Regions from separate parts of the Sus scrofa genome. Here all the other regions are linked to region 4. A link is a contact called in public Hi-C and HiChIP or PLAC-seq data. All regions are on one chromosome and are shown on one strand. Each heading gives the region's core, a stretch centred on a gene start, on an enhancer-like site or on the middle of the called end of the contact. The rest is flanking DNA. Distances are from core to core; before and after follow the strand shown.

Region 1 (5,716 bases), core at 2,843-5,342, 190 kb before region 4:
CCAAGATCACCTCCATGCCCAGTGCGTCAATGGTCGCTCTGACTTGACAAGATTCTCTCTCCTACTGAACTTCCCTCCCCGTGTTCATTTCTCTCACCACCTTAGCTCAGGTCTTTCTTCTCACTCCTGATTTACTGCAACTGCTTTTAGCTGATCGTCTCTCCCCTGAACTACCCTTTCCCATCCACCCTGCATTGTGTTGGGAGACAAATTCTCCAAGAACACCACCTATTCCTGCACTGTCTGAGCAAAGGCATTTACACGATTGAAGAATGTTTACGTAAGCAGACGGTCCAGGGTAGTACAGCTTAGAGACCTCATCCTCCTGAGATGTTCCAGGGCAGTGAAGATAAAGACCTTTCCTCCTCTTCTTCAGAGAAAGTCTGTCACCATTCCTGAGGAAAGAGAAGGTCTCTCTCCACAGAGAAGTATGAGCAGGTCACCAGCAGCTCCATATAAGAGGGGACCTAGTTTGGGGGTTCCTCTCCGGTAATGCACCCCCATCATGTGCAAGTACCATGTGGCTCCCTCTGTGTGGCCGTGTGGGGCTTGGGGGATTAAGCAGGCTAACTTGTATCACTTGCCAAATCTCAGACCTCTCACAGTTTGACTTAACACACCACCACCAAATTACCTTTCGAAAGATCTGCTTTGGCCACGCTACTTCCTTTAGTGAAACCCTTGAATGGCCTTCTACTACAGGATAAAACTCAAGCTCTTCCCTGCCATCCAAGATCCCTTTCGAGCCTGTCCTCTCACTTTACACACAAGGGACATAAGCACTTGAGGATGTTGGTATCCCCACAGGGCCTGGAAGCAATCCTCCACTGATACGGAGAGAGGGCTGTAGGATCAAGAGAGAGAAAGAAAGCAAAGCGTTGGCCTGTAGATGTTTATCAGCTGCATACGTGCACATACCAGATGCTGCCGGAATCTTACCCTATGTAAACCTTGTGCTGAAATCCATGTGGACTTCAAGATGTTTCCCCAGCATGGACACACACGTCCTGCTTCCAGGCTCTGGCCAGGCCTAGAGAGCCATACTTAGATAGTAGATGAGGGAAAAATCCATGAAGCACCAGTGCATGAAACACCCAGAGCAACTTCTGACAATGGTGAGCCAAGCCACTGATTTCCTCACCATGTCTCTGGGGCACCTACCCAATGGGAAACCAGCCAGCCCTTCAACCCTGGCCATAACCAACAGAACTGAAGGTCGGTGCTGCTGCCCCAGGTAATTACACTCTGGTTGGACATTAGGGAGCCGCACTACCTCGGGAATGCTTGGCTTGAAACCCTGTCCAACAGGAGAGCTCCGCTTTGATGGTGGCCAACAGACCCGAATAGCTCCTCTTTGAGAAGTAAAGTCAAAAAGGTGAGGAGAGGCAGCTCAGGTTCTAGTGGGAACAAGTGAATTGTGGTTTTAGTTTTCCTTGAGGCTTTACATTCCAGTCTTAGCCTGTGCTACATTTTGGGTATTCTTAACGACCAACTCCCAATTATTCCAAATATGGACATGCATTTGTCTTGCAGGCTTCAACCACTTAATTCAAGTGTCCTCCTCACCAGTCTCTAAGATATGGGTATAAAGATGCTGGCTGAAGCACTGGGTGTAAACAGCAAATTTAACCAGCCTGCCCATATTAATAGGCGTATTTTTATTTATCATAGTTCATCAATTACAAGTTACATGCCAACTTCCAAATGTGAAATATCCATAAAATAACCCACAGTGGATAGGTCACTGACTGTTCTAATATGTGAAAAAATGTGCATTTTAGAATTAAAGAACTAAGGTATGGTACTGTTATTTTTTGTTTTTTAGGGCTGCACCTGTGGCACATGGAGGTTCCCAGGCTAGAGGTCCAATCAGAGCTATAGCTGCAGCTGCCAGCCTACACCAGAGCCACAGCAATGCAGGATCTGAGCCGTGTCTGAGACCTACACCACAGCTCAGGCCAACGCCAGATCCTTAACCCACTGAGCGAGGCCAGCTGCGCCACAACGGCAACTCCTGGTAGGGTACCTTTAACTAGTGGGCTGTTCTACAACTGGGTCAAGTAAATGGCACAAGGTGGGGCTGTGGGGGAGGGGAAGGGAGGCATTTCCTCCAGAACCAGGAAAGCGGAGGGGGAGAAATGATTCCGCAGGAGGCTGCCTTTCAAGGTGCCACAAATGGAGATGTGTGTGGTGCTACCTGCCACAGTCTGTGCTTAAAAAGTAGACTTAATTTTAAACCAGGCGATGCTCATAGGGGTTTATTTACCTTTTAGTGTTTTTATACCATTTTTGTGTATCTAAAATATTATACACCTTTCTTTACGTGGACCTAGCAACCTGTTTTATTGGCCACTTACTGTTCAAAGACAGCTTAAACATCAATTCTGTAAGTAAAGGCGTTCGGGGAAATATTTACTGTCTATTACCTCCCCAAGGTGACTATTAGGAAAGAAGGAATTTCATCATTCCAGCAACAGCTGGTATGGGCAATATCCAACTGATAAACATCCACCGACCTCAACGATGATCCAAAGCTTTGCTTTCTCTTCCTTAATACTCCCGTTCTCTCTCAGTATCCCGCCAGGATGGCCTCCAGGAATGCCCCCACCCCCAGCCAGGGACACCCACATCTGCAATTGCTAAAGTCCCTTATGTAAAAATGACATTATTTGTATAGAACCTGACATTCTCCCCTATATTTTCAATCATCTCTAGCTTATTTTAATACCTAATACAATGTAAAGAGTTGTAAATACAATGTAAATGCTATGTTGTGAGTTGCCAGCTCAGGGGTAGTGAGTTTGTCGAATTTTTTTTTTTTCCTCCTGGTATTTTCTTTCTTTTGGCGGAGCCTGCAGTAAAGTGGAAGTTCCCCGCTTGCACCATTTACCTGGCCAGGGATCACACCAAGCCACAGGAGAGACCCAGGCGCTTCAGTGACAATGCCAGACCCTCAACCTGTGTGCCACAAGGGAGCTTCCATTTCCCGGTATTTTCGATCCTTAGTTGGATGCATCTGCAGATAAGGAGGACTGACTGCATAGACTCTGGCTTCACATTAGCTACAGGTTTGCCTACTACGGAAGGTCAAATTTGCAATAAAGGTATTTCAACAGAATCACTTAAATACAACCCTCCTGGCCATTTATTAGGTGGGTTAGAGTTTTAGGGATATGTTTCCTAAAGCGTGGCATGAAATCAGGTTGCAAGGCTTTGGAGCCGGACTACAACAGATTCTGAATCACGTCAGCTGTGGGGCACTGTAAAGTCATCCAACTATGCCGGGCCTGTTTTCTCCTCTGCAAAAGGAGGACAATAAAAAGTATTGTGGGGTGTTTGTAGAGCAGAAATTTTAAACACAGTATTATGCCTGCATACAGTGCATACAGTCGTCACCCCATAAATGGCCATTACTATTAGGGCGCAGGGGTTCGGTTTTGTTACAGGCCCGGAACTCCTCTCACGTCTTTTTCCCTGCTCCCTCTGGCGCGTTCAAACCCGCACGTATCAAGTAAGCCAAGGCCTTCGCTAGCTTACAATCCGACTATCGTAACACCGTGCAGGAGTAACAATTCTCAGGGTTTTGGGTTTTTTTAACTTGCTATTGGAAGTGGCACTAGGGAAGCTCGGCTCTTTTTACGGACTCGGGACCTTGGAGAGAAGCAGCATCTCGCCGAAGGCCCCGGGCACCGCGGCCTCCAGGTGCGTCCCGGGTCTCGCCACAGGGAACGGGGCGGCCAAGTCGTCCCGGTTCTTTTCAGGAAACTCCCTGAGCACAGGGAAGGAAGTGAGCCGGCGTCCGACCGCGCGTTCCGGGCCACGGTGACGAAACTTACCAGAGCGAAGTGCACCAGGGCGTCGAAGCACAGCCAGGCGAGCGCTCCGCGGTCCGCCGCCCCCCGCCCGCGGCCCAAGCGCAGACCCAGCGCGCAGCTCACCGCCAGCAGCGCGGCGGTCAGCAGCAGCGAGCCGCCCGCCGCAGAGCCCAGCTCCCAGCCCGCGCACATGCTTCCTGCTCCGGGCGCCGACTGCGGGCATCTCGAGCAGGGAGAGCCTGGATTGGGGAGGCGGGGAGGCGCGGCGCGGCGCGGGGCGGGGCTGCTCGGCCCCGGCGAGGTGGAGGGAGGCTTCCTCTCCCGCCCTGCCTCCCAGCGAGCGTGCCGAGCCCCAAGATTTTAAGTCAGGATCTTGCTCACCATCTCGCTGAACTGCCAGGACCCAAGCAGCTCCCAGACCACGTCCAAAAGACCGGTGGTCGGCACGCATCTTTTGATGCAGTTTGATTCTTAACAAGGCTCAAAACCTTAAGCCAGAAAGTGAAGTCCAGATGTTGGAAATTTTGCTAATAGAGGGGGGAGAATTTTAGGGACAAAGGTTCTAATTAGCCCCTTGAAAATTTTGCAATTAGTACGGGCCAGTGGCGTTCTGAGCCACCCCTAGTCTGTTTAAAGCCCTCATGGCTTACTCTGATCCTATTTTTTAAAAAGCCAGAAAAGCAGCAAATGTTTGGGGGAGAGGAGCAATAGGCCACATGGGCTTGGTGCTAGATACTTCCACCTGCATTATATCATCTAGCTTCATGCCAACCCTAGGAGGTCAGTATGTGCTTTCCTATTTTATAAATGTGAAAATAGGCTCAGATCAAGTAACTTGTTTAAGGGCTCTCAGTGACGGCCAAGACTAGTGCCCATGACTGGGCGTTGTTCCTAAGGCTTTTGACCCGCACACACTGAGGTCTTAACAACCAACCCCAGTCAGCCCTCTGTATTTGCGGGTTTTGCAGCCGCGGATAGGGAGGGCCAACTGTGGGATTTGAGCCTCCAGATTTGGGTATATTTGGGGACTTCTGGAACCATCGCCTGGTGGGTACCTAGGGACGACATACTAGCTCTCCTTGAAGGCAGTGTCACTTTATCAAGATCACCATATTAACCTTTTCTAATTTGCTAGCATCTTGTTCATTTGCCTTTAACCTTCTCCCCCCCTCCCTTCCACAGGGAGACTTAGCAATGGAGAAAGGAATCAGAGTTTTAAAAAGACTGTAACCCTTATTGATCAAGCTTGTGTTGTCACCTCTGAGTAGCCAGATAAAATATAGAAAACCAAGAAAAATTTCAGATAAAAAAAGACTTAATTTAGAAGACTATTCTAATGTATCACTAGGGTACTTATGCTGAAAAAATTATTGTTTTAAAATATGGTATACACACACAATGGAGTATTATTCAGCTATAAAATGGGAGGGAATCCTGAGATGCTACACCATGGATGAAACTTGAGGACATTATGCTGCATGAAATAAACAGGTTACAAAAAGACAAATGCTGAATGATTCCTTTTATATGAGGTCATTAAAAAAGTTATATTCCTAGAGACAGAATGGTGGTTGCCAGAAGCTTAGGGAAGGGAGAAAAGGCAAGTTGTTGGTATGGTTAGAGAGTTTCAAATTTTCAAGATGAAAAAGTTCTGGAACATAGTTCCACAATAATGTGAATACACTTAAAGCTAGTGAACTGTACATTTAGAAATATTCAAGATGTGTACTTTGCACAATTAAAAATGACTTAAGACAAATATATATCACTTATATGTAGATTCTTATATAACTTCCAACAACTATACTCAATATCTTGTAATAACCTAAAATAGAAGAATGTAAAAAAAAAGTATATATTTATACATATAACTGAATCACTGCTGTACACCTTGAAACCTG
Region 2 (5,370 bases), core at 1,928-4,427, 250 kb before region 4:
AAGGGCGAGCTTTCCTCAATTCATGGAGTAGTGACATTGCTGGAAAAAGACAGTGTACCTGCAAATGTCCTAGGTACTAATGTACCAGGCAGTATATTGTCTGGGTTTACACATAAAATGAAATTAGGTTTTAGGATCAGAAAATGTTTAAATAGTGGGCTTTTAAAAATGACATAAATGTCTAGAGCAGTCACAAGTTGGATTCAGGAGTTCCCATTGTGGCTCAGTGGTTAACGAATCCTACTAGGAACCATGAGGTTTCCGGTTTGATCTCTGGCCTTGCCTACTTCCTTGTTGAGCCCGGTGTTGCCATGAGCTGTGGTGTGGGTCACAGATGCAGCTCGGATCTGGCGTTGCTGTGGCTCTGGCTCAGGCTGGCAGCAACAGCTCCCATTAGACCCCTAGCCTGGGAACCTCCACCTGCTGTGGGTGCGGCCCTAGAAAAGACAAAAAAAAAAAAATAATAATAAAATAAAATAAAAAAGTTGGATTCAGGAGTTCATTGTTGGCTCAGCAGGTTGGGGATCTGGCATTGTCACTGTTATGGCTCTGGTCACTGCTAGGGTGCAGGTTTGATCCCTAGCCGGGGAACGTCCACATGCTGCAGGCACAGTTAAAAAAGAAAAAAGTTGAATTCAAATTCCAGAACTATTCTTTCTTGTGCAGAATTGTCCTGGGCACTGTGGGACATCTTTGGAAAGTGCTCACCAAACTTTCCAAGTGCTGCCACTGAGTCACTGGTCTCCGTTTATGAGTTGACCTGGGGACCTGGGCAGAAAGCTTTCTGTCCGCTTTCTCCAAGCCTGGGGAAAGCCTACCCAGGGCCACAGCTACCTGTAACCAGGCTCCCCAAACACACTGCACCTGTGGCAACCACCCCAAATTCAGACACACTGCTTAGGGCTCCACAGGGTTGCCTAACAAACGACAGTTGCAGGGGATGGAATTAAACATCTCAGAGAATTGCCACCTTCAGCATGGCTGGAGTGGTGACTCCCACCACAAGACCCCTCAAAGATGAATGGTAGAATAATAGAGGTCAAGGGTGCCCCCAGGTGGTCCCAAGTCAAAGCCCAAACTGTTACTTTCTGTGCTTCATTGCCTCCCAGGACAGCTGTCTGAAAGCTCCTCCCACCTGGGTGTCTGATGAAAAGCCTGCTTCCTTGTTGAGCCAAAGGGACAGGGCTGGAGTTTATGGAGGTAACTCACCTCCATACCCACATGGCCTTTGGGCAGGACTAGAGCCCCATTCAATATAACTGCTGTTTCCCTGGCTCTCTACTCCTCCAGCTTACACGGGACTTTAGTGAATGCCTGTCCAGACCCCAGAGGGAGATGTCTCTCTGAGTCTGAGGTCAGTACTACAAAGGGCCTCCAGGTGGCCTGCATGCTGGCCCTGTGGCCCCAGGCTTCACTGGAATCCTCAGGGCAGGAGTCTGGGAAGTGTGCCTCCCCTCATGTCACCTGCAGGCACTCAGCACCCAAGCAGCCTGGTATGGTGCCTCCAAGCCTTCAAGTCTACGGCTTCTTCCGTCTCTGCCCACCTCCCTTCTCCCCTCCCTTGGGCTCACACAAGGGGAACCAGGGCCAGAGTAGCACCCCTTTGCTCCCCAGCCTCCAAGCACAGGTCATCCTTTGCCTGCTGCACCGGTATCCTCTGCCAGTCCCAATCCTGCAAAATCCTGGCAAGATTCCCACTGATTCATCAGCCAGGCCCAGACAGAGCTGGGTCCCAAGTTCGTCTGATCGCCCAGCACCACAGGCAAGACAGACAAGCGCCCTCCAGACAGTGCTGGGCTGCTTTAAGACAGCGCACGTCCTTATAAAATCTGGTTTTAGCAATAATCCGAATCTCCACCCTCCATATCTGATCAGGTCGCTAATTCTCCACCGCCCCCCAGATGAAATCTGATCACCTTGGCCTGTCTTTAGTGAAGACCCCATTAGGTCGGTTTAGCCAGAACCCTGCTCTCCCCTGATGCTTCTTCTTAGTAATTTTCCATATCCACTGACACCCGCCCCCACCCCCAGCTCCTTGGCTATAAATCCCCACTTGCCCACGCTTTTTTCGGAATGGAGCCCAGTTCTGCACGAAGGTCTCTTCCCCTATTGCAGGACTATTCTGCAATAGTCCTGAATAAAACCTTTTTTTTTTTTTTCTTTTTTTACCACTTTAACCATTGTTCTGCTGTGGTTTTTCTTTGACTATAATTCTACCTCTAAATCCCTTCCATTATGCTTCAGTTTCTCACCAAAACGACTGTAGCCAGAACCACAGGCTCCCCCCAAAACCCAAAAGGACAGTGACATCAACAACATGACATAGTGGTGCCCGTGTTTCCAATTTTTCCCAATCGCTTCCTCCTGTTAAAATATAGCCACCTTACAACGACAGCCGCTACAATGAGGGGCTCGCCATTTGCAAAGCACTTTCTCAGTGAGCAACACGATACAATGAAAGAGAGATGAATTATAAATCTCAGCAAGATCATGAACAAATTCTCTCTCCCGTCTGAGCCATTTCTTCATTAGTAAAATGAGAGAATCCCAACCCCCATCTTGGTCCTTGACGATTTAGTAAAGAATGTGCCAGAAAGCAGAACTGTTACCAGCTATGAGCGCCAAGTCACTGGAGCTCCAGAGCCAAGTCAGAATCTGCTACAGAAGCAAAGGCTTCTGAGTGGTTAATTTTTTGGAAAATTCTATTTTTTGGAAGTATCATTTTTTTTTTTTACTGGGAAAAACAAAATGACATTGTTCAAGAAAAAAAAAATTAAGCAATAAGCTTAATCACCCTTAGTTCCACCTCATTAACATAACTTTTAATTTTTATGGTTTAACATATATATATTTATATACACACATATGTATGTGTATATGTGATACACACACACACATTTTGGTTTACCTGCAACATTAAACCTAATTTTTAAGAGTATTTTATTTTTGTTTGTTTTTGGTTTTGTCTTTTTGTCTTTTTAGGGCCGCATATGGAGGTCCCAGGCTAGGGGTCCAATTGGAGCTGTAGCCACTGGCCTACACCAGAGCCACAGCAACGCAGGATCCGAGCCGTGTCTGCGACCTACACCATAGTTCACAGCAACGCTGGATCCTTAACCCACTGAGCGAGGCCAGGGATGGAATCTGCCACCTCACGGATGCTAGTCACCGCTGAGCCGTGATGGGAACTCCTACAGGGTTTTAATCCTATTTGGGCAGCTTGTAAGCACACATGGTTCCAAGCAAATAAAAGAATCTCCAGGCACCAGAAACACACTGAGCTGAGGGAAAAGGGGGGATTCTCAGATTCCTCCACCAAGAGGATCACAGGATGGTGAGAGGAAGAGCAGTAGAAACAGCAAACGCAGATGTGGTCCTGAACGGGGGGCCCTCCCTGCAGCATAGAGTCTGAGCTGCTAAGAAGCAGGTGTTACTGAGGACGTTTTGTGCCTGACCCCAGCAGGTCTGCTCTCTCCCAGGGGCCAGAGCAGAGAGACGGCCTGCGGAGCTCGCCCTGCCCCCAACCACGTGGGAAAGGGAAACAGAAAAAGGAGAACCAGTAGCAGCCACTCGAGACTTCCCTCACCTCTCAATCGTGGGACCTGACTGAGCAGTGGAAAGCAGCTGCAGGGGAGGACACGGTCACAGGGGAGCTTTCAGCCACAGTCTAATCACATTGGGTAGTTTGTTTTTTTTAAGGGCCACACCTTGTGTCACACCACATGCAGGTTCCCAGGCTAGGGGTCCAATCGGAGCTACAGCTGCAGCTGCCGGCCTACAGCACAGCCACAGCAACTCTGAGCTGCGTCTGCGACCTACACCGAAGCTCACGTCAACGCTGGATCCTTAACCCGCTGATCGAGGCCAGGGATTGAACCTGCATCCTCATGGAGACTGGGTTCTTAACCCGCTGAGCCACAACAGGAATTCCCAATACTGAGGTAATTTTAATTTTTACTCTTCCACGCCTGCCATGAGGAACGAACAGAGGCTGTCTTATTTTCTTCCAGGGCCAACAGAAATGTACTCCTGGGGGTGAGATGTTCCTTCACCTGCTCCAGCCAAGGCTTCCCTAGACTAAGTTGGCATCAGGTCTTAGTCTTGGCATCTGGGATTCCTGTAATTCATGTGTAATGTTGTAGAGGTCACTTACCTCAGTAAGACACTGGAGGAAAGCCCTTTGCCCTGACTGGTACATCTGTCCTCAGTCAACAGTATTTATAAATAGCCACTGTTACAGGACACGCAGCCTGGTCCTATGGGGAGTTCCAAAGGCAGCAGAAGTTACCATGAGCCGACGGTCCCCCTCCCTCTGTGTCCTGACCCCAGGATAGCTTCCACTTCAGGGTTTAGGCTTCCAGGAGGACAAGAGAGGCTAGAAGCCACGGACCAGCAGGAATGGAAGAATCTTTCAGTCATTTCTACTGAACCAAGCTTGTCTAGCTGGAATTTGGTTGTGCCTCCTTGCTTTAACCACAGGGAATGTGAGCCTACATTCCATGTCTTGGGGCGGGGGGCTCCGCTCTGTAGGAGGCAGCCGGGAGAGATGGGTCAGCTGATTCACCCACCCCTACTTCCTGGCCCTTTCAGAGCCCAGGCCTGTCTTTGAAACCTGACATGCTTCCCTACTTTGGCCATAGAAACCCTTCCTCCATGTGCCTGCATGAATTTGTGTTCCTACAGAAAAGAATAGCTGATGTGTGCACCCGGCCGTTCTCCCCTAGGGTCTGGCAGGGGCCGCCATGGGGTCTGTGAGCTCCCGAGGTCACAGGGCGGAAGCCCAGGTGGTGATGATGGGCCTGGACTCGGCCGGCAAGACCACCCTCCTGTACAGACTAAAGGGCTACCAGCTGGTGGAGACGCTGCCCACCGTGGGTTTCAACGTGGAGCCTTTGGAGGAGCCTGGACATGTGTCTCTGACTCTCTGGGACGTCGGGGGACAAAGCCAGCTCAGGGCCAGCTGGAAGGACCACCTGGAGGGCACAGACATCCTCGTGTATGTGCTGGACAGCACAGACGAAGCCCGCTTGCCTGAGGCGGTGGCTGAGCTCAGGGAGGTCCTGGACGACCCCAGCGTGGCCAGTGTCCCCCTCCTGGTGCTGGCCAACAAGCAGGAGGTGCCCCAAGCCCTGTCACTGCCGGAGATCAGAGACCGCCTGGGCCTGCAGGGCTTCCTGGGGCGCTCCTGGGACCTGCGGGCCTGCAGCGCCCTCACCGGCGCGGGGCTGCCCGAGGCCCTGGAGAGCCTAAGGAGCCTCCTGAAATCCTGCAGCCTCTGCATGGCCAGGTGAGTGCAGGTGGGCAGGGAGCGGAAGTCCTGACCTGGGCAGAGCATGGGGACCGGAAGCAGTGGGGACCGGAAGCCCGTGG
Region 3 (5,665 bases), core at 652-3,151, 180 kb after region 4:
TTTTAAGGCTTTTGACCCTCGGGAGAGGTTGGGCTCGTGCAAATGCTAATGCTCCTCACACTGTGATGACAACCTGGCTGTTTATGATCAGTAGGGTTATTTGACCGTGAGCACACCCCTTTCCTAGCTTGGGAAGGAAGGGAGGGCATTAAAGCCCTGGATATAGTGTAGATATTTTCCAGATATTTATGATAAAAAATTTAGCTCAGTATTTTGTTTTTTCTTAAAAAGCAGCATAGTCCGAGGAAGGCTGGTTAGTTGGCTCCGTGGCTGCTGCCTATGCCTGCAGGGCATTCTGAGTGTTTTCTTCTTGACTTCAGAACCTTATCCTTGGGCCTAAATGAGGCATTCCCCAAGAAGAACCTCTGCCACCAAGACCACCACTACTTCTGAACTGAGTCTGTCTTTGGCTGTAAATTTGCTTTAGGGACTTTTCTAGAAGTTAAATTTGTTTGTGTGGAGACTGAAACTAGTCACTTGACCACATGTGTGACATGAGTCACATTAGAATAAGGTCTAGAAGAGTAGTAAATTGTTCTGCAAAAATTGCATCAATAATAGCAGTGGATATTCGCATTTACAGCTTACAACTATATCTTTCCCAGGCCCTCTCAGTTCAATCTGGGTCTGACTTTTTAAAAAATGATCTGGACACAAAGGTGTGTGTGTGTGCATTTTGGAAATTTTGAACAAGATTTCCATGTGTTGTTGTGGTATACTGCTATATCCAAGTGTTAATTCAAAATGCACACGCACGCAGGCACATGCACACACACGCATTACCCGTTTAGGGAAGTACACTGACTTTTTCTTTGCTCAGAAAACTGAAAAATTGGCAGAATCTTTAACTTGTAACTTGGCAGTATTGCAATTTACAAGCGAGAAAGGCAAGCTAAATTGGATGAAAATTGTTTGAAAAACTTTTTTGAGTCTTATACGGTGAAAATCATGTAGCTGAGTGTGCATATTTGGACGTTTTCTGCTTGATTTTTAACCACATCCATTGGCACTGCCAGAGGTAGTTAAAGCTTCCTAGTGAAGGCGTGTGATGTCCAGGGGAAGGTGTGGGGGTTTGTGGCTCTCCTATCCATGCGTTAATGTTCAAATGACTGTCGTTTTACTTGTTTTGAAATGTTGATTGGAGAAACATGAAATGTGGTTTTATCCAAGCTTCATAAATCCACCTTAATCGTGAATTATATAAACATAGACTCGGGGGTTGGGAGGTCAAAATCCAACATGTTTGCAGGCCTGAGCTTTGTCGGTAGGTTGCTGGAACACTCTTGGTGCCCACGACTCAGCAGGAACTTGACAACTCTGAGAACAGGCTTTCTCTTTTGAATGCTAGGGGCTTTGAAATCATCTTCAGAACGAGGGAGAATTCATGAAGTAATGAAAAGCTGTTTCCTTTTTAAAACGTTCAGACAGCAGCACAAACAGCTGGGAATTTATTTAAATACTCTAGTTCCCCGAATTACCCATTTCCTTAACATATACTTTACTTATTTTTCCAAGGGCGATGAATTTCCACTTTGTGTTTTTCCCTGTTCAGCTGTGTTAGGCTCCTCATTTCAGCATTTCATTTGCTTGATATTCAGGGATACAGGGCAGGGCCCCATCATGAGAGCTGTGTTTTGAGGGGCTGGGGGATGGGATGTTGTCAGGTGTGAGGGGCAGTGATTTTTGTGTGGTTAAGTTTCATTACATTATAGTTTCACTTCTTATAAATTATAGAAAGAAATCAATGGCCTCAAAGATCCAGTGTATCTTTTACAAATAATTAAGCAACAATATTTTACTCAATACTTGAATTAAGCAAAACTGCCATTCTCTTTTTCCTTTTCAGAACTTAATTCCTCTTTCCAATTTCAGAAGTCATAAGACTTCTTTCTTTCTCTTTTCTCTCCCTCACCCTGCAGTGTCTCAGTAGTGGAAACGTATGAGTGGTGGAGGGAGGCGGAGAGGGGGGAGGAATGGTCAGAATACTCAGGAAACTGGGATGAGAGAAACCAGTTTGATTTCTGCACTTGGAATATAGTTTATGTCTTTTTAGGGATGTGAGATCTAGACGAATGTAAAAATGGGGACGTATTTAAATATTTCAGTGTGTAATATCAGATGATGAGACAGAGCAGCATTTATAGCTTCCTGGACTGTCAGTGTGGTTTGGTCTCTTTTTCTCTTTTACTTGTCATGTTTGTAGTACATGAAGCCAGTGTGGTTTTAAATGTTCAGGATTGGGCTATTTTTGACTAATCGGACTGTATCACCCTATGTGGCTTGCCAGTGTACAATCAGTTAAAATATGAGAAAAAAAACGAGATCTGTTGATTAGTAGGACTCTGCTAAATAGAATTTAATATTGTTGATTTATTTAGCAGGCGTTTTAGGACCTCACAGTTTCTACTGTGAAATTTAGTGGTTTATAAACAACAGTTGTTTATGTAGCACTGGACATGGAAGTGTGGGGATTGGGCTTAAGAGATACAAATTTTGTGGTATTACCTGGCAGTTGTCTATTTTAATATCCTGCTGCCAGTTGGAATACTGTTCATTTACCCTCATCTCATAAAAGTAGTTTGCCGAACATATTTTTAAAAATTCTAGCTCTGTTAACTGACTAGTTTATTTTTAAAAGGTTAAACAGTAGTTAATTGTGATTTGTGGGTCACTTCTTTTTCCTCATTGGTTTACTCTTCGCTTGCTTAAATAAATTAAGGAATATTCTGGATGTTGCTTTCTCCATCTCAAATTTAGGAGTATTGTGAAATGAGACTAGGACACTTGACTGTGGAAAGGTGTCTATTTGTACTGCATTACCTGGGTTTTTTCTCCTCAGTATCTCTTTCTGGCTCAGATGGAATTATCAATGTTATATTTAGGTGAAGTAAAAATGGAAGGAGAGGGGCCACCCCGGTGCCCATTTTCTGAAACGTCATGTCACCTGATGTGAATGAATACACAGCCACACTCTGGTCGCCTGTGCCTGTCAGTGAGTACATGCACAGATCCCAGCTGGGAGAGGAGTCTGTGTGAGGACAGGATAGGCCAAAGCCCCTGTAAGTATGAGGATGTGTTGCACCAAGTCCTAGCAGTAGTGTATCATTTGACTATTTTTAAAATATAGATTAAAAATGTAATTAATAATAATAAAATAATTTCTTATAAGTAATATAGACATCAGTTGGAAAAAATGCCCAAAATTACTAAAGGTGTTTTTATTCTGATTTTAAAGGCTGATGCCATAGATCAAGCAGAACAAAAATAAAAACAAAAAGTATACACTTGATGAATAATTGACAAATTCTAGCTTATTTGTGTGTATTTGTTTAAACATAATAATGAAAATAAACTTTAAAAACTGAAAAATATTAAATTTAAAAAGTAAAGACAAAATTAATATACAACTTAAATTATACACTGGAAATTAAAGAATTTTTATATAAAATGACAGCAAAATTACTAAATAGCAACACTTGTGTGATAGAATTAAGACAAGAACTACTGTGAATTTTCTAGAGATCAAGTCATACAAGTGGGAAATAAGATATTGAAACTCAGTAATTCAAAGACAAATTTGAAGAAGATAAATTAAAAATATGGTAAACCCAAATAAGGACATATACAGTATAAGATAAATAAAAGGAAAAAATAGGGTTAATAAAGCCAAAGCAGATTCCTTGAGTAGATTAATCCAATAGGAACTCATCATTTAAGAGAAAAAACAATTGCCAACTAAACACGTTTGGCTTTGTGACACACAGAATCAAAGCGAGGTTTTCTTCAGCAAGGGTGAACATGCCTAATCTGTTATATCAAACTTATCTGATTAAGGAGAGGACTGAGAGTTAAGGATGTTTTGTGAGTGTGTGTGTGTGTGTGTGTGTGTGTGTGTGTGTGTTTTGTGTGTAGAGAGTGTTTGGTGAGAGCCAGGCAGTGTGAGAGTAGTTCTGGAAGCCTGACCCCTTTGGGAACAACTCCAAGTTGCTCGTCTGACTCTGGTAATCTTTGAATATTACTTAGCACAGTACCTGGCTCTTAATAAATGGATCTGTTCCCTAGCTGCTATAGAAACTGATCCCTCTGCCATGTGGTCACCTCCTCCCTGTTTCCATATCCCAGCCCCCAAATTTGGCTTTTCTTCCTGAGATTTGGGTCACAACCTTTGTGGAAGAGTGGAAAAAAATCAGGATTGGTGGTTATTCCAGTGATCTGAATTCTTATTAATTAAGGTCTACTTTTATTCTACTTTTTTTGGGGGGGGGAGGGGTGGGAATTGTGCCTGTGGGCATTTTGTGCGAAGGAGGCAATTCTTAATGACCAACTCTACCTCAAACATTTTTTGGACCCAAGGGGGGATATAAAAAATAATTAGCTACAAGAGACACAATGAAAGTATAAGATTAACACTCAAGCCAAGAACTCTATTTGCATATCAAATAAATGACAGAGTCATGCTTGCTGTCTCAGACTCTCCAGCTATCATAATCAGTAGAGAAAGTGAAACCAGATGTTTTCATTTAAGCTTTGAATTGTGTTACTATTAAAATAAAAATCAAGTTTCTTTAAGTATCCTTCTAGGTCCAATCTAATCATTTTTTTACAGATAGAATTCTCAGAAAGGCCAATGGCATTTTGAGACTGGAGTCTGGGGTTTTGCTGGACTTAACAGTGCTCCATGAAGCTCCGTCCAAATTTTGTCCATTTGCCCTTTTGCTGTATATTTCTTAAAGTGCTATTTTTGTTGTGGTTTCAGTGATTCTCATCCAAAACATAGCAGCCTCATGTCATGGAAAAACACTGGACTGGGAGAATCAATTCTCATCTCAGTCCTTGTAGTAAATGAAAAGATTGGAGCTTTTGGAAAACCACTTTAACTCTTCGGACCAGTTTCGCCAGCTGTGTATCCGTCTGCCACATAAGGTCACTTCTTTCAGCTAATATTTTAAATTTTTATTAGAACCAGCACATAACAGTGAGCTAAAAGGATATCCCTCTGTAGAAATTTGACGTCCCATGCTTCAAAATAACACTGCTTAGCATTTGGAGCGAGTGTCAGTGTTGGCAGAGTGTGTAAGTCTTAGCGTTAGAAAAGCAAATACCATTAACTTAGTGAAATGATAGTTTGAAAAAATTTAAAAGTATTAAGAATAACATTTAATTTTTTTCTGTTATGCTAATAATCCATGTTCATTGTATAACTTTATGAAATTCAGCAGAAAGTAAAAAATTGGTCTTAATCTCACTACTCAGAGCTAACCAGTAATGTTTTGATATGTTTTTATTCTTTTCGACTCTTTATATTTCTCGTATGTTCAATGACATACATATGATTTACTTTTACAAAATTTGTAAAAATATTTTTACATTATTTGTGCTATTTCGTTCATTTTTTTTCACTTGAGAAAACACGGCGTGTCGTTTGCCGTGTCCTTATTCTGAAACATGATTTTTGAAAGTGTTTTGTTTTTGTTTTTGAACTATGATACAGATATTTGCCAGATAGAAAGATTTAAGTGGTAACTAGTTTATAAAAGCAGAAAATTAAACTTTCTCTTCACACACTGCCAACTCACTTTGTCTTAGTCACATTCCCTGGAGGTAACTCCATTTAAAGCTCGGGGTATATTCTTATGGTCATTAAAAACATATAAGTATATAAATG
Region 4 (5,439 bases), core at 1,628-4,127:
AGCCTGGGAACCTCCATATGCCGTGGGAGCGGACCAAGAAATAGCAAAAAAGGAAAAAAAAGAAAGTCAAGGCGAATTTGAGTATAGCCAGGACATACATAAACATAGCCAAAGTGTATTTTTTAAGAAACATTAGACATTCCCAAATTAATGGCATCCCTTTCAAAGCAGCTACCTTGGAAGATATTCATTTCTAAAAAGTCAATTCACAATTAAACATTGAGGTTATGGTGAAAAAGAAGGTATTTACAAAAACTAGTGCCCAGAAAATCTCAAGAGGAATTCCAAATGGTTTTAAGTGATGCAGCATCACCAAAGTAAGTGATAACTTTGAAAGAGACAAGCTATGTTTGGATATGAACTTGGAAAACAGACATTTTCTTTCTTTCTTTCTTTCTTTTTTTTTTTGTCTTTTGTCTCTTGGTTGTTGTTGTTGTTGCTATTTCTTGGGCCGCTCCTGCGGCATATGGAGGTTCCCAGGCTAGGGGTCGAATCGGAGCTGTAGCCACCGGCCTACGCCAGAGCCACAGCAACGCGGGATCCGAGCCGCGTCTGCAACCTACACCACAGCTCACGGCAACGCTGGATCGTTAACCCACCGAGCAAGGGCAGGGACCGAACCCGCAACCTCATGGTTCCTAGTCGGATTCGTTAACCACTGCGCCACGATGGGAACTCCCAGACTATTTTCTTAAATCTAAAGGCAACTACACTCCTTAAGTTATCTAAATAAAGTTTCACATATCCAAGCACATGCATATTCACTAAGTGTGCTCCTCATATATCAACTTAAGATCAATGCATGCTTTAAACTATTCCTAGCTTGATAAGCCTCTCCTATTATTTTCTAAAATCAGGTTGCTTCTGTGATTGAAGAATTTGAATTCACCAGAAGACAGGATAAGAAAAAGTTTCCACGCAGGTAGAAAACTGGGAAATGACATTACTGAAAGACGCTATGCAGCTTTGGAAAAGGAGAACATAGTGGAACAAGCACAAGTGACCAGCTCTTTGTAGAAGAGACCAGAGAAAAGGAATACTTTACAGAGTAGATTGTAGTAATTCAGGATTTTGGCAGTAGAGACAGAAAAGAACTAAAGCTGATCATAAGCTCCAGGAACTATGCGTGTTGCCAGCATCTAAAACAATGCCTGCCATCTGAGAGTCATCCAATAAATATCAGTTGAGCGAATGAATAAATGGAATGGAAACATTTTCTCAGGGAAATTATAGGATTTGAACATCTGTCTATAAACGATGATGAATAAGTAATAATTTAAAGAGATATACACATACATTTACATGTATTTATGTATTACGCTGCTGCATTAAATTTAGGAGACATAAGGATTAAAATTAAACACCCCTGGAGTTTCCATCGTGGGGCAGTGGAAACGAATCTGACTAGGAACCATGAGGTTTCAGGTTTGATCCCTGGCCTTGCTCAGTGGGTTAAGGATCCCACATGGCGGTGAGCTGTGGTATAGGTCACAAATGGGGCTCAGAACCTGCATTGCTGTGGCTGAGGCATAGGCCAGCAGCTACAGCTCTGATTAGACCCCTAGCCTGGGAACCTCCATATGCTTCAGGTGCGGCCCTACAAAAAGACAAAAAAAAAAAAAAAAAATTAAATTAAATACCCCAATAAAAAGCAGTATATAATTACATTTGTGGTTTAGTTCATGCTATAGAAATATAATGGGAAGAGTGTCTCTAGAATTATAAAGAATCTAGGCAGGAGAGGGTTTTGCTATAAATATTAAGAAATCCCTTTCTTACTTTAATGTACTGTCCTTTAGCCAAAGAGAAATGTGGGAAAAACTGAAAGTGCATATATATATATTTAGAAGAGAATAATCCACAAAAAGATAGTACTCTGAAATACTTAGTGGGAATCTCTCCTTCTAGAACCATACTCCAGAAACATGAAACTACATGGGACAGTCTAAGAACAGAAACAATAATAAGGTTGTGAAAGAGGCTACAGAGGGGAGAGGAAGAATGTGAGAGAAGCTATATGTTCATGCGAAATTGGAAGGAAAAACATACATGAGAAGAAGCAAAGTGCTGTTTTATTTTTGCAACAGCCTGAATTGTTGGCAACAGACCAGTCAGATGAAATTACAACACCGCTAAGCGTGACTAAGGAGGAGTCAGACAATGGGAGGTTTTAGTTGAAGTGACACGGTCTGACATGAGCTGTGACTTGAAGCTTCTGCAACTTGCCCTGTTTTGACATTAGTAGGTGAGAGGAAAATAATTTTCAATAAAACAACCGATAAATGATGGGCTAAGAGAAAGCTGCCTGGGCAGAAGGAGCCGAAATCAGCTAAAGCATTCTGAAAATGTATTGGATTTGACTGGAGCTCGCCCGTGGGACACCGTAGGAGGGGCACCACAGTACTATCGCTCCCCACGCCTGGGAACTTGTGCCGAGTCTCAGGATGCGACAGCTCGGAGGAGATTCCGGTGAGAACGGGTAGGTCCACCCACACACCATCTCCACTAGGCGAGGGCAGACAACACTGCGTAGCCTTGAACACAGAACCGGGCCGAAGTGGAGGCGGCCTGTGTCTGGAGGAGATCCGCCAGACCCGGCCGAGGGCAGCGTCGCAGGGCGAGGGCAGGGGGCGGGGCCCGGCGGGGCCCGGCCGCGCGTGGTGCTCGCGACCCCCGACTGACCCCGACCCGCACCGCCCGACTCGGGGTGGGCCGTTGGGTCACGGGAAGGGAGGGCCCTTACCCATGTGTTGCGTGTCCAGCTGCACGGCCGGCATCTCTTTCAGAGGGATGTGGCCCGTCCCGCCATCTCTGCAGCACCGCAGGCAGCAGAACACCGAGGAGGCCATGTCTCAGGGACCGCCGACGACACCGCGACCCACCGCCCCTAGACCGCGGCGACTCCCGCCCCTACCCCTCCGCTCCGCCTCCTGCCCCCGCCCGAGCGCCGGAGGGAGTCTGTGGGGCGCAGAGGCTGGTACAGCGACGCCCCTGGCGGGGAGGGTGCAGCGCAGTCTGAGGCGAAGCCTGCCTGGGCGGAAGATACCGAGGATCGGCCGGCGGGCGGGGCTGGGGGCGGGGCGGGGCAGAGGGCGTGGCGGCCGGGCGGTGAACCGCGTGCGCCTGCGCGGAAAGGTTTTTCCCTTTTGTGCCGCCCCGCTTATGTAGGTATTTCTGTACTGACCCGGGCTCGAGCTGACTTGCGTTCTCATTTAGCTCAGGTGTCCTTGGATGCTGTAGTTTAAAAACTGCCCCCCACTTCGACATTATTTTAGGCATTAGTTGGCAGTGGCAAATTTGCCTGGGGGAGTGGGAGCTGATTTAAAACAGCCCGAAGATGTCCTCCCTCCACGCCCAGGACTGAGAGAACTTCGCCTTCGCGAAGAGCCTCTGGCCCCCTCTCACCGCCCCCCGCCGTGGCTGGTTTCTGGAGAATTTTCTCAAATCATGAACAGACGCACAGGGCCCAGGAGTAATGGCTGTTAGTAATTGCACAGTGGCTATGCATCCAGGGCTCTTGAGTCGACTCCCCTGCTGCATTTTAGGTGCAGAGACGAGTTTCCCGTTGAGGGGCGTACTGGAGGCCACCCCGGGAGGGGACTCCCTGGGGCAGGGCTGGAGGGCGATTCTTGACCTGTCTCTTCCAAATTCAGCGGCATGGATAATGGGTTCTAATGAGTGTAATGGGAACCCCTGAGTCAGCGGTTCAGGGGAAGGACTGAGTTCCTACAGCCTGTTGTTTCCTGTTTCCATGTAGGAGCCTCCCGTTTGGGAGCACCAGTCATCTGGTGCACTACTTAGATCATCCGCATCCTGATCCATTTTCCATCTTCAGATACCACTTGTCGCCTGGAGAAAGTCTGGGACGACCTCTAGAATTAATCTGGCTTAAACCTCTGTTGTCAAATAAGGTTCCATCTGAAGACTTCCCCAGGATTCAAGCCCTGGGAGACCTGACGCAAAATGCCCCCTCAGTATGTAATGGGTTCTTCGACATAACTTCTTAGTGACAAATATCTTTTATGGTGAATTTTTCCCTTCAGAATGGGAGAATTTTTTTTCAAGGTCCTGAGTTTCTTGGATGTTTATACAAACGGTGTTTTCATTACAATACTTATGAAAATCTCAAAGATTTGTACTTTGAGGTTTATTTATCATAGGATTAATACCAGAGGTGATTGCTGAAGCCCTCACTGCCTATAAAGTACTTTCCTGGTGATCATTTTACACATGAAATTTTCTTTTGCTGAAAAACTTGACCATTTGGAGAAGTGTTAGTGTCCTAGTTTTTCCCTTTGGGAAGGAGTGGGGAGTTGAATGTTGCAGAGACAAAAATTTTCTGCATATCTGTGAGGTAGGCACTCTTTCTTACACACACTCACCGAATTCTTGAAAAGTTTGAGAGTAAATATTGTCCCTGTGTAAGTGAAGAGATGGGCTTGAAGGGATTAAATAATTTGTGTAGCCTCAAATGACTAGGAAATAAACAAGGTAGGATTCAAAACCCATGACTCTGACGGAGTCTGTATTTGCTCCACCAGATCATGCTGCTTCTCAAATTCTAAAGTTCTAACTCTTGCAATTAATGCTATAATCCTTTTAAATGTGCTCTTAGTTCAAAATACAGATTTGTACTTAATTTCTGTATGTTTTGTTAATCTCCAAATTAACCATAAACTTCCATAACTCATGTATAAGCAATAAAGTAAAATAAAATTTGTTGTTATAAGGTAAAATATTTTATTCACAAACATTATAAAAGTAATACGTGTGTTAAATATATAATAAATGTAAGTGTATTGGATTTGACTGGAGCTCAGGCCAATCAAGTTAGTCACATGTTCAATGAAAAGCCAGGCTGTTAGATGGCTGTGAACTGGCCTTTACTGTAGAGGCAGAATTGCCTGTAGTCTTGCTTGGTTAGAAAACTATTTGCTGGGGCACTGCCCAGTGCACTTTGCCCACAGTGTAGCAATTCAAGTGTACTCAGCAGTATGAAGCAAGCAAAACCGGTTAGGCCCAGAAACAGACTTCCCTGCCTTGGCAGATGAATGCCATCCGAAAACTCACAGACCTTACTCCTTCTTATAGCTGGGATTCTATTATCCTTTCATTATTGTTTTCAAAGAAATAAGCCTTTCTTTTTGAAAAGCACAATGTTAGAGATGTTTTGACAGTCTTTCACAGCTATCGCTTTAAATAACCATCACAAATAAAGCCTAAAAAAGTTTCCCAATAGTTAGTTAGAAGGTCATTTATCTAAGTCAAAAGCAATAACAGAAAATGACTACTTGAAAAAAAAAAAGTCTGTCTGCTTAAGCAACATATGCCAGGAACTTAAGAACTGATAGGACGATAATGTAAAGCATGTGTTTCCGAGTCAAGTTAAACATCATGCTCAGGATTTTCTTTAATGGTTTTTATGCCAGCCAGACATCT
Region 5 (5,326 bases), core at 368-2,867, 160 kb after region 4:
GGCTAAAATGTAAGCTCCCCAGCATGGACTTCGAAGCCCTATGTGGACTGGCCATCAGTCCAGCCTCCTTTCTCTCCCTTCTCTTCATCCTCCTCACATCCCACTTAAATTTACCTCACAGCAGTTCTTCACTACAGGTTGCTTTGCTTGCTCAGCCCTTTCCTTTTTTCTTAGCTGACCTAACTTTTGCCCATCTAGGAATCTGCCTTCTTTACGAAGCACCTCAGGTCATGGCACCTACAGAAAGCTATTCAGGATAAGCAAACTGGATGTGAACTCTTGCCTCCCTGAAGCCAGTCTAGCATTTGCTTTTTCTCTTAGCATCTACCCCCTGGATTTCCAAACTAGGGTGGGAGTGGGGCGGGGGGCGGGTAGGAAAAAAGAAAATAAATCGTAAAGTAAAACCTGTTAAGCAGTGACTGATAATTGTTTGTACAGCACTTATACACAGAAGAACCCCAGGCTGTGGTACACATTTTTATAGTACTTTCTTGGGAGGTAAACATGTTATTTATAATCGCCAGCAGAATTTTGATGATAAAGACAACACACACCTTCCTGCTACAGAATATCCTATACGAATTTTCAACATCATCCAGTTTTCCTTTATGCCCAGCCACCACATGGTGTTATGTATTTAACAACTCCGGCAATTAATAAACAACATAGTTATGATATTCTGGGATCTACTAGGACTGCTCTGTCATTTACCTGAATTATTTCTCCTTGGTTCTCCACTTAAAAAGACTGTCTACCATCAGGCGTCCTTGAAATTCTCCATCTATCCAGGAAAATGTTTCAATTTTGAGATAAACCGTGTTCTAAGTCTGCCTACAGCACACGCTTTCTTTAAGTCAACCCTTTCCTTTTTCAAAAAGTCACTTAATTGTTGCCTCAAAACCGAGCTCTTTGCCCTCCCTGGGTAGACAGATCACAACGAAGAGTATTTCCCTGCAGCTAACACATCAACTTATAAATAGCGCTTACCGCGCTGAGTCACCAAAACCCGGAGTTTCCCCAAATAGCTTATAACGACTGCTGGGATCGCGTCTTCCAGAATGGTGACAGAATCCTACAGAACCCATGAGGTTAGACTCTAGGCCCATGCCGATAAGCAGGTCCCCAACCACCCAGCACCCAAAGAACGTGGGCAAGGCCGCCTCTTCCCAGCCAGGCGTAGACGTCGGACCTCGGATGGCGTTCTCCGACAGCGGGACTTGGCCTTGACCGCTCCTGGACTGTCCCCGCCCCCTCCGGAGCTGGGAGCCGCAGGGGGCCGGTACCAGCCTCCGCCCAGGGCTGCCCGCTCACACAAAGAGGCGCGTCCAGAGAGGGCGGCCTTGGGTTCTGCTCAGGTTATAGGCTCGGGACTCTGGGCAGCTGGGGAAGCAGTTAGGGGCTAAGGCCTTGAGGAAAACCCCTGTCTCCCCCTCCGCCCACTCCCACACGTTTGAAATGGCAGCAGCCGCCGGTTTGGGGGCTGGGGGAGCAGATATGGGGGAGGGAACGGAAGTGCCACCCCCTGCAGTCAGGGGATGGTGACGTCACCTCTACTGTCGGCCTGTAGCGGGGGCGTCTGCCTGTCACGTGACGCTACCCCCCCTCCCGACTCCCCGCCGAATCCCGCGCGCGCGCTCCCTCCCCCAGTCCCTTCTCTCCAACTTTCGCCCTCCCCGCTCCAGCACGGCTGTCAACAGCGCCAGCTCCGCCCCCTCCCCCGCGCCCAGTGTAACCGCCACGGCGGCGCGGCTGGCGCTCCGGCTTAGGTCCGGGCTCCTGGAAGAGAGCGTGCCTTCGGTCCTCACCTATCCCCAATTCCCAGCGCGCTGGATGCGTGGACGCCGGAGCCAGGGTGCGCGGTGGCGTGCGGCGGCAGCGCTTCTCCGCTGAACCCTCCCATAGCAGGCGCAGGACGAGGCGGAGACGCAAGGTCCAAGCTCAGAGGGGGCGAGTTGCGCTCAGCAGCCTCCTGGTCTTGGCACGTCTCCGCTGGGGGTTGACCCCCCCCCGGCGGGATCCGCAACCGGGAGCCAGCCGTCGACCCCCCTACCCAGCGGCCCGCGCCTCCGCGGCGCTCCCGCCTCCACTATCCCTGCCTCCTGGGCGGCGCACGCAAGTCCTGCTTGGCTTCGTCTCGGGCCGCCGCGCGGCCGCTGGCTGTACGACGAGGGGCCAAGCACAGAATGCCTCCTTGAACCCCCTCGGCCACCCCGCCGTGCACTGCTGGGGTTCCCGATTGGATGGCTGTCACTGCTGCGCCTCGTTCTATTTTCCCCCTCGGTTCCCTGCTAAAAGTAGAGGCTTGGGGGAGGGAAAAGAAAACCCAGTGTTGAAAGGGGCGGTGCAGACTGACCTGTCAACGGCAGAGAAGGAAGACCCCCAGGTCGGGGCGAGCTCTCGAGCCCGCGCAGGGAACGGAGCCCTGGTTCCCGCGGAGCGGCGCGGCGGCAGCGGCTGTGGCTCAGCCAGGTGTCCCCCCTCGGCGGGGCCCGCGCTGCCGCGCCCGCCCCCTCCCCCGGCGCCGCGCTCCCCGCCCCATCATCAGGGACCAGGGAACCCCCCAGCTCGATTTTTTTGTGCAGTTTCAGCAAAGCTCCGAGGAAGTTGGTCCTTTTGTTCCACTATTTATAGATTGCGTCAACATTGCGAAAAGGAGAAGGCGGAGCGGTGGCCCCTCCTCCTCCCCTCCCCCGCCGGCTCCTGGGAGAGAAAAGCCCCAGCACACGACCTAAGTACACAGCGCGCCAGCCGCCCGCCCGCCCCCGGCCTCCAGCTCGCCGCTTCCCCCTCCCAGTCCCGGCCAGAGCGCTGCCAACCCCATCACGTGCCCGCCCGGGAAAACCAGCTCCCCGGGGCTCCGCGCCGCCCGCCAGGCTCCGTGGCGGCGGCGGCGGCGGCGGCGGCTGCCTCACTCGGCTGGGCACCCAGCTCGTGGGCTCCGGTCGTGGCCCAGGCGTCGCGCACAACGTGGGCACCCGCGCCCTAGTCACCCAATGGGGCCCCGGGGTCTGCAGCTCTTGGGTGTGCTTGCAAGCCTTCCGCGCTTCCGCCCTCTACCCTCCTCCCCGCCTCTGGAGCGCCAGCGCCCTGGTGCCGGAGTGTGCGCGCGTCCGGGCCTCTCCTGGGAGCCAGGGGCCCGACTAGTCACTCGAGCGGCCGCTTCCTCAGACGTTGGGATGCCCATCCTTCCCGGCCCCCGCACGATTGGCTGAGGGCGGGGGATCGAGGGACGCGGGGGTGGCTGGCGGCAGCTCGCCGGCTAGCCGGCGGAGCGCGGGAAGTACAGTGCGGCAGTTCCGAGACGCGCGTAGACGCTCTCCCTCCTCCGCAGGTGCAGCCGGGCTTAGTGCGAGCTCACTTACGGCTTCCCGGACATCTGCGGACCAAAGAGTTTGCAGACCTGAACCTCAGTGGGGGTAATACAGTTTTTAGGGAGTTACTGGAAGTTTGATCTGTGACAAAAACATTTGAACTTTCCTTTAAAAATCTGATGACGAAATGCTAGGCCCCGCCATATGTCCCGAAATGAAACTGAGCTCCCTTGCCGGCCTAAACCCTCTTTTCCTGAGCCTGGTGTATACAAGGAAGGAGATAAATAAGAGAAGAAGGCCTTATCAGAAAAAGAAAAAAACCCAGTGCAAGTAACTGGCTTGAGCGTAATTTACCTTCGCAGCTTCCGGTCGTTTCCCTAAGTGATTTATTTAGATCACAGATTAACTTTCCAGAATCGGAATAAAATAATTTAGCTCTTCAGAGCACGGGTGGAGGAAAGCCAGGGCTGAGTTGGGACGAGTGCAGGAAACGCGTCGGACCTTTCCGGGCAGCTGGACAGTATGGTAAACAGTCTGGAAGGGTTATATTATTTTCTAAGGAGTTTGGAGAGACTGTTCCTTCGCACCCAGCTCAAGTGCAGGCCGGGGGAGGGGAGAGGGAACCTGCACCGGCCCTTGCTGGGAACCGCGCTTCCGGACCCGACACAGGGCTAGGGCAAACCGAGGAGCGCTTTCGCCTCTAGCTGAGAAACCTTTCCAGGTTTGGGCCTTTTTCTTTCTCTCTCTCTCTGTCTCTCTCTCTCTCTCCCCCCCTCCCCCTCCTTCCCTCTCTCCCTCTCTCTCTCTCCTCCCCTTCTCTCGTCCCACTCTTTTTAAGGGGGAAACCTTAAGCTTTGGGTTCGTCCATTTAGGATACATGCGTTTCTCTCGCCCTAAAGGGGGAGGCGAGTTGAAGTAAGCGAGCCTGAGCAGTGGTTGCTGGGTTTCTAAAGCGCAGAGCTGAGTGGACCAGCAGCAGATGGGACTGGGCATTAGTCTCCTCACACCTGATGGGGCTCAGAACCTAGTTTGGGAGCCCGATCTTATTCTCCAGCTCTCTTGCCTTTTCTCTCGGTTTCCTTCCAATTTAGTGAAAGGCCCCGGCGCCCATCTTCCCGCCTTTCTTCCCTGCCCTGTCGTCTATGTTGGAAAGACCCAGTCCTCCTAAGAAGGCGAATTCGTTTCCGCGTCAATTTTGTTGCATCAATATCTACAAATCACGTTTCTTTGCACGAGGAAAACAAGCCAGGGCCTCCTGGCCTTTCCGGCCCCTGCAAGGGACAGGGGTGTCCAGGCCTCAGCTTGAGGCTTCCCCTCCCCCCCCCCGCCCCGCTTTGGGCCGAACCGCGGTGTCCCCACCACTTTGTCAGGACACGAGCTTTTCACCCCCACTTTGTTCTTCCGCAGTCTTCCCAGCTGCTAGAGAAGGGAGCGAAAGCAAAACGAAAGCACCCGGGGCACATCAGTCGCGGCGGCTTCCCTGAACGCGGCCGTGGGAGGCCAACGTCTGGGGTCGGTAGGCGAGGGTGGACGCGGGGGTTGCGTGGAAACTGGGTGGCGGGTGATCCCCGCAGGACCCCCGGGAGCTGCTGGGAGCTCCGTCGCTCCTCCTCCCCCTGGGAAAAGCGACTGCGTGTGAGAATGTATCAGCCCCGAAGGGAAAGTTTGGCCTGGGTCTGGAGTTGAAATTCGAGACTGATTGGGACCGTGCGGAGGGGACGCAGAGGCAAAGGAGTGTGGCGCGGGGGCGAGCGTTGGCCCCCGGCTGCTGAGCCGGGGAAGAGGCCGGGGAGAGCCGGAGCGCGGCGAGGGCGCGCAGAGGCCGCTGGGGACTGGAGGCCCACGGAATTGTTGCTCCGCTGAGGTTGCAAACTCAGCCTGCTTCCCCGCAAAAACCAGAGTTCTGCGCGGTAGAAAGACTTCAGGAAACTTTGGTGACATCCTCTGCACCCGCCCTCTTCCCTCGTGGCAGTCACTGCGAGGACAAAGGCGGCCTGCGCTGATTTGGACGAGGA

What was found. A called contact is a pair of places that touch in the nucleus more often than the background predicts. HiChIP or PLAC-seq counts read pairs in DNA pulled down with a chosen protein or histone mark.
Region 1: a contact with region 4 is called in a Hi-C map of skeletal muscle, with 6 times the contacts expected there. The contact joins the promoter of EBPL here to the promoter of SPRYD7 in region 4. A contact is called at or near these places in 2 of 47 Hi-C or Micro-C datasets (heart right ventricle and skeletal muscle) and 1 of 2 datasets of contacts at active chromatin or transcription factors (alveolar macrophages).
Region 2: a contact with region 4 is called in an H3K27ac HiChIP or PLAC-seq map of alveolar macrophages. The contact joins the promoter of ARL11 here to the promoter of SPRYD7 in region 4. A contact is called at or near these places in 2 of 2 datasets of contacts at active chromatin or transcription factors (alveolar macrophages and skeletal muscle).
Region 3: a contact with region 4 is called in an H3K27ac HiChIP or PLAC-seq map of alveolar macrophages. The contact joins the enhancer-like site here to the promoter of SPRYD7 in region 4. A contact is called at or near these places in 6 of 47 Hi-C or Micro-C datasets (embryonic fibroblasts, fetal liver, fibroblasts and 2 more) and 2 of 2 datasets of contacts at active chromatin or transcription factors (alveolar macrophages and skeletal muscle).
Region 5: a contact with region 4 is called in an H3K27ac HiChIP or PLAC-seq map of alveolar macrophages. The contact joins the enhancer-like site here to the promoter of SPRYD7 in region 4. A contact is called at or near these places in 8 of 47 Hi-C or Micro-C datasets (embryonic fibroblasts, fetal liver, fibroblasts and 3 more) and 2 of 2 datasets of contacts at active chromatin or transcription factors (alveolar macrophages and skeletal muscle).

The regions. Positions count from the first base shown.
Region 1 is chr11:18,038,373-18,044,088 of Sscrofa11.1, reverse strand. EBPL (emopamil-binding protein-like) reads right to left here and starts at 4,092. Exons shown (of 5, transcript XR_002336545.1): 1 at 3,837-4,092.
Region 2 is chr11:18,098,232-18,103,601 of Sscrofa11.1, reverse strand. It overlaps ARL11 (ADP-ribosylation factor-like protein 11), which reads left to right and starts at 3,177. Exons shown (of 2, transcript XM_005668400.3): 1 at 3,177-3,941; 2 at 4,684-5,370. The coding sequence starts at 4,743. The coding sequence ends at 5,291. All of the region lies in intron 3 of EBPL (emopamil-binding protein-like), which reads right to left.
Region 3 is chr11:17,669,412-17,675,076 of Sscrofa11.1, reverse strand. No RefSeq gene overlaps it. Among named protein-coding and RNA genes, the nearest start is that of MIR15A, 85 kb to the left of the region's middle. Within about 2 kb of position 1,901, at least 3 of the 83 cell types and tissues checked have an H3K27ac peak or open chromatin away from gene starts, as enhancers often do. A contact at or near this core is called in alveolar macrophages, where this site is marked.
Region 4 is chr11:17,846,449-17,851,887 of Sscrofa11.1, reverse strand. SPRYD7 (SPRY domain containing 7) reads right to left here and starts at 2,877. Exons shown (of 5, transcript NM_001243529.1): 1 at 2,744-2,877. The coding sequence starts at 2,849. It overlaps TRIM13 (E3 ubiquitin-protein ligase TRIM13), which reads left to right and starts at 1,883. Exons shown (of 4, transcript XR_002336667.1): 1 at 1,883-2,479.
Region 5 is chr11:17,687,517-17,692,842 of Sscrofa11.1, reverse strand. No RefSeq gene overlaps it. Among named protein-coding and RNA genes, the nearest start is that of MIR15A, 67 kb to the left of the region's middle. Within about 2 kb of position 1,617, at least 81 of the 83 cell types and tissues checked have an H3K27ac peak or open chromatin away from gene starts, as enhancers often do. A contact at or near this core is called in alveolar macrophages, embryonic fibroblasts, fetal liver and 2 more, where this site is marked.